Regions from separate parts of the Mus musculus genome. Here region 1 is linked to region 2. The links are chromatin contacts, called in public promoter capture Hi-C maps. All regions are on one chromosome and are shown on one strand. The core of a region is the stretch at or near the end of the contact, and the rest is flanking DNA. Distances in the headings are between cores, read along the strand shown.

Evidence for each region. Promoter capture Hi-C pulls out the DNA fragments that hold promoters and counts their contacts.
Region 1: a contact with region 2 is called in a promoter capture Hi-C map of the C10 cell line, with 2.7 times the contacts expected there. The contact joins the promoter of Pck2 here to the promoter of 4930579G18Rik in region 2. A contact is called at or near these places in 7 of 39 promoter capture datasets (the 3T3-L1 cell line, the C10 cell line, cranial neural crest and 3 more), 1 of 484 Hi-C or Micro-C datasets (B cells), 3 of 115 datasets of contacts at active chromatin or transcription factors (astrocytes, cardiomyocytes and pancreatic cancer cells) and 1 of 9 other capture datasets (adipose tissue).

The regions. Positions count from the first base shown.
Region 1 is chr14:55,538,954-55,541,653 of GRCm38.p6, reverse strand. Pck2 (phosphoenolpyruvate carboxykinase 2 (mitochondrial)) reads right to left here and starts at 1,388. Exons shown (of 10, transcript NM_028994.3): 1 at 1,141-1,388. The coding sequence starts at 1,169.
Region 2 is chr14:54,649,121-54,651,820 of GRCm38.p6, reverse strand. It overlaps 4930579G18Rik (RIKEN cDNA 4930579G18 gene), which reads right to left and starts at 1,310. Exons shown (of 6, transcript NR_038053.1): 1 at 1,273-1,310; 2 at 553-756; 3 at 7-81. Acin1 (apoptotic chromatin condensation inducer 1) reads left to right here. Exons shown (of 19, transcript NM_023190.3): 9 at 1-104.

The DNA of each region.
Region 1 (2,700 bases), core at 139-2,638, 890 kb before region 2:
ATTCCCTGGCTCTCCTTAGAAGCCTTAGGGGTTGATGGTAGGGTCAGAACCTGAGAACACAGGCTACATTGCCTGGGAAGGGAGAAGAGAAAGCTCTTGGATGTGGGAGTTTGGGCCTGGGTGGGGTGTTTTCCAGAAGACAAAAAAGGCAGCATACTTTGTGTGGCCCCAGGGGGTGGGGGCACAGCAAGGTAGGTCTCTTTGTGTGTTTTTCTGCACATGACAGTTTCCCTGAGAAATTAATTTTAAATGCATGATCCTGAAAGCTTTGATCCCCAGGTATTGGCTCCAGTTGTCTTATGGGAAGCACAGCTTCTCCCAGCCCCACCCCAATTCTCCTGCACGCCCCTGAGAGGGACCTTCTCTCTATCCTTCATAGACCACTCTCACATGGATTAACCAAGTAAACTGCGAAGAAGAGATAAGGAGTCAGTTTAGACTCTTTTACATCCTAGACCATGGAGAGAGGGGTATACGGAGAAGAGGCCCGGTTGTATGGGGGGTGGGGCAGGGGGAGCCAGCCAGGACAAGCCTGGGGTCCAGGACCTACTGGGGGAAGCCGGCCAAGTTAAAAAGGCAGTCTGCCCTCCTCCCATCTTGCTTGCTTCCTTCCTTCTCTCCCTCCCTGTCTCCCTCCCCCCCTAGTCCCCAGAGGCTTCACTGGGCTTCGTGCCAGGTTCCGTTCTGTTCTCAGGGAGGCTGCAAGTGATGTTTACCTTCTACCGTCTTTAGGGAGCTTTGAGCTCGGGTCCCCGGGGCCTCAAACCCTATGGCCTCAAGGCCTTAATGGTTACTCACACACTGAAAGCTGGACTAGGAGCCCTTGGTCTGAAAGAATTACATCTGCTAAGTAGAGCATTTGCAGAGATAGGGCTCAGGAAGGCAAAGGAGAAGGGGGAGGAGGTTGCGAGTGGCAGCTAGAACAGCACACAAGCCGCAGGGAGGGACAGAAGAGCACAGAGGCTGGCTAGGAAACCTGGCATGGCTGGGGATGGGAATGCGGAGGGGGGGGGGGATGCACCACCGTGAGACCCACACTGATTAATAGCCACCCTGCCAGTCTCTTCCTAGGATGGGAAACAAGCGGAGGAAGCCCGGAAGGTGGAGCGCGGAGTGGGCCCCGGGCTATGGGTCACTCACCGCAGGCCGGGGAGGTACATAGCAGCCATGGCACCTGGACTGGCGCTGCGGGATGGCCACAGGAACGAGCGCAGTCGGGGAGACAAGGAAGGCGGGGAAGGAAGGAGCATAGCAAAGCCAGAGGGAGTTGAGGTTGGGCGGGAGGCGCTTAAAAAGGAGGCGGGCAGTCCCCGGGGCGGAACCTAGCTGGTTCTCTCGCCCTTCTGTAGGCCGGCTCACTAGCCCGGGCTCAAGGCCCCGGGCTGGGTGAAGCCTCCGCCCCACAGTCATCACATCCTCAAGCCATTGGAGGCCGGAGTTCAATTTGGGATCCGCCCACTCGGCCAGCCACGCTGTAAGATACTGATGTAACTTTGAAGGCTGTTGCTCCTTAGAGAAAGCAACCAAGAGATGTCGAATGCAAAACAAGTTAAGAGTGAGGGATGAGACCAGGGCTGGGGAGCCCAGGATAACAAGATGCCTAAACCCTCAAGGTCTAGGTTTGCTTTTCCAGAGCACTCCTAGCCTCAGGCTTTTCTTTTCCAGGGTCCCAGATGCTAACTAAGCTCTCCTTAGTCCTCAAATAATAACAAAACCAAACTATTGTCCGTGCCCAGCTTCTTATCAAGGGAGTTTCCTCTAGCACCATGGAATTGGTGGGGTGTTTCAGGCTTACAGACATATCCTTGGTCCTCTAATGCCCTCCCCCACCTAATCCCAAAGAGAGTCCTTGTGTAATTTCTCAACATTTCATTCCAACTTGAGACCATTGGGTATTCAAATGCTGTACCAACCCAAACTCAACGCATCCATGATGCTCAGAATCCTCTTTCTGGTTGCAGCACTGTGACTTTCTTTGGAGAACCATCAGATCATGTGGGTCTGACCTTGCTTCTCTTAGGGCCAGTTTGTGTGGCCCACACCCTGGCCACAGCAATCAGGATGTTCAGAGACGGGGGCATGGGATCCCTGTCTGAGACCTTTTCTAACCTTTGGACATGAGCTCCTTTTTTTGCTGGATTGCTGAGTCTGTAGAGTCTAAGTTGGGTTCTGTTGGGTGTCAGCTTGATAATGCAAAGCACCAACCTGCCTGAGGCAGAGGCAGAGCAGTGAGACAAAGATCAATAGATGTCCCCTAACCACCCCAGTGGTCTTTATTAAGACTGTCTGAGGGCTTCTTTAAAAACCCCTTCTTCTTTTGGGGGTTAGGATGGAAACTGTGAGCAGAGATGCTCAGTGCTGTGGAGCCTGAGTTATGGCAGGGTCTCCCTAAACAGCCAAGGGCTCTCTTCCTCTCCTACTCTTGCTGGGGTAGGTGGTCCAGAGTTTCTTATTCTTTGGAGGCCATGTGGACCTTAGAGGACTGTGTGGACCTAAATGGTCCACTGCTCTGTTGCTGTAGCCAAATTATCTGTCATACCTGGATATGAGCTTGATAAAGTGGTTATTGAGAGCAATGCTAGTACCACTATCAAAGGTAGAATGGATGTTGCTGTTAAAGTCTCAAGAGGCAACTGGTCCCTATATCAGCCCAGGATGCTTCAATGCCTGCCTCATCATCATCTCCTCCTCCTCCTCCTC
Region 2 (2,700 bases), core at 61-2,560:
ACAGACCTGAAAATGAGGTGCCTGAGCCTCCTCTGCCTGTTGCAGACCAAGTCAGCAATGATGAGCGCCCAGAGGGTGGTGCTGAAGAAGAGGAAAAGAAAGAGGTAACTAGCCAAGCCACCTGTTGGGGAGGGTGGGCCGAGCGTGGGCCTAGGGAGAATAGACCATCTCAGCCATCCCTCTTACACAGTGGGATGACCTAAAGGGGATAAGGCTATCCTTGGATCAGGATAGGGCAAGGGAGAATTCGCTGGTTTAGCAAGGGATGCCCCTTGTGATAACAGACAAGGTCTTTGATTTCCTTTCCCTACATGAAGCAGTGATATAGACCAGGCTCCTAATTTGGAAGTCTGTTAATGGCCCTTTTTTTTAGAGAGAGAGGGGGGAGAGGGAGGCGAGGGAGAGAGAGAGGAGAGAGAGAGAAAAACCAAAAAACCCAAGTGCAGCTTTCTTGCTGCTGAAGCTTCTGTGAAGCTAACTCCTTGAGCTTTCCCTCCTTTTTAAAAGCTTAATGGCACTTGTCGCCACCTAGTGGGGCTTTGGGTCTCTTACCGAGTCAGCCATGCTGAGGAATTTTTGTTGCTCTTCTGCCCCCCAGTGGTCTAATTACGGAAGTGTAGCTTCTTAGAAATCCAAGGGGTGAACCACAAGGCCCTCTTAGGTTTTGTTTTGTTTTGTTGGCACAAATATTACCACTTTTTCCTATACCCAGTTCAAGAGGCTTCCCCCATTGGAGCCAGCGAGGTCTTCTTGACCCTTAAAGAAATAGAATTAGCTGGGTTTGGGAGTGGTATTATTACAGGGTGGGAGGGGCTGTTGTGTGTGTAGCCTTTCTCTGGTGTGTGTTGCGGGGGTGGGGGCCGGTGAAAGTGATTTGATGTGCAGAATATTATTTATTACAAGGTCCTTCTTCCCCGTAAAACTTTGTCCAAGTACCTCATGTACGGTAATCCGCCCGTAAAATATAACCCTGCCCAACTGGCCAATCGCTGATGCCGCCTCTACCTCTGGACCCACCCGCTGCTACCGAGCCGCCCAATCAGAGCCGAGTGTGCTCCCGGTGTCTTGGCCAGAGGGGCGTGTCTGTGGGCGTCTGTGATGGGCCCCGCCTCCCTTCTTGCTTACATCGGGGCTGAGACGAGCACTGTTCTGGAGAGACTTGTACTGAGAACAAGAAGCATTTGGAAAGGGGTGGACTTGAATCATCGCCCTACTCGGGACACCCCAAGAAGAGTTGTGCCAGTGCTGGGGTGCCTGCCCACATGCCCTTACCTGTCAGAGACTGTGGGTTGCCTTGTTTGCTACAGACTGTTGGGATCCCCATCTAGGGACCAAGAAACCTAAGAGAGTCAGATGTTTATGACGACAGTGCCGAGCTGTAAACACTTGAGTGGGGCCGGTGGCCTAAGCTTTGTTGACTAGAAACCCTGCAGAGAAGTCTGGGGGTCTGTACCCAGGGGCTTAAAGCTGATGGCAGCCCAGCCCGCGTGTCACCACTTGCTCTTCAGATGGACTTTCCTTTGGTCCCTGCTGTCCATGGTGAAGGGCAGCATCGTGTCGGTCGCTTCAGCTTCTCCTCCATCCCTGGAGGCAGGGACTCACTCACCCACCCAACCGGAACCACTGTCTCAGCTGCAGTCCCTGAGGAGGTGCCAACGACAAACCGGAAGACATACTCTGAGCTTGCTGCTGAATGTGTACCAGGTCCTGGGGAAATTGACTACTGCCACCCCCGGGCTACCTTCATCAGAGGCTCCATGATCCTGCTCGGTGACAGGACCTCTCCCCAGTTACACTCAGAGGAGGAAGGGACTTTGGAGTTGTCACCTGGATCCCAAGTGTTGGCTAGTGGCACTGCTGCAGCTTGTCACTGGTGGACATAGGGTCCTGCCTGCCTCATGAAAGAAAGGCAAGGAGCATTCCTGCCGCTCACAGGCCGCTTGCTCATTCATCAGGGACTGCAAGATGATGCCCTACAGGGCCAGGACTGATGCTCTGCCCCCATTCCCCCCTCTGCCCCTCGCTGAGGCTGGCCATCGCCAGTGAACTGTTTTGACATCTTGGAAACTGGGCAGCGTCCCCCCACACGATTCCCTCCCGCCCCCCCTGCGCCCCTGGGAGGACTCTGGCAGTGCCACGCTGACTACCACGCCGTGCGCCCACCTTTTTTGCCAACCCAACCCCCCACCAATTGCACAGCGCCTAGCAGGGAGGGCTCATTCTGATTGGACGGCGGTTGACTAGATACAGTACACAGTGAGGTGCGATTGGCTGAACTGAAGATCCCAGGTGTGAGATGGTACCTGGAACATTTGTCATATTCCTAGTTTATTCTTTTATTTTCTACCTCTTCTTTAATCTTTTATTTTTATAATTTATTTTTTTATTTCTTTGTTGGGTTTATTTATTTGGTTCGTGTTTTTCTTGTTTTAATTAAGTTATTTTGTTTAATTGGTTTTTTGGGTTCTTTTATTTTCTTTCTTTTTTGTTTTTTTTTGTTTGTTTGTTTGTTTTTTTGGTTTTTATTTATTTCCTTTTCTCACTAACTTACCCATCGTGAGCAACCTAGCTAGGGGTCAGGCTGGCTCTTAACACAGACCAAGGAGACTTGGTTAGATGACACAGGTGGGGCTGGGGGTGGGAGGGGAAAGGAGATTAAGGGGGTCCTGCCCTACCCGTTAGAAGGGTGGTAGGGTGGTC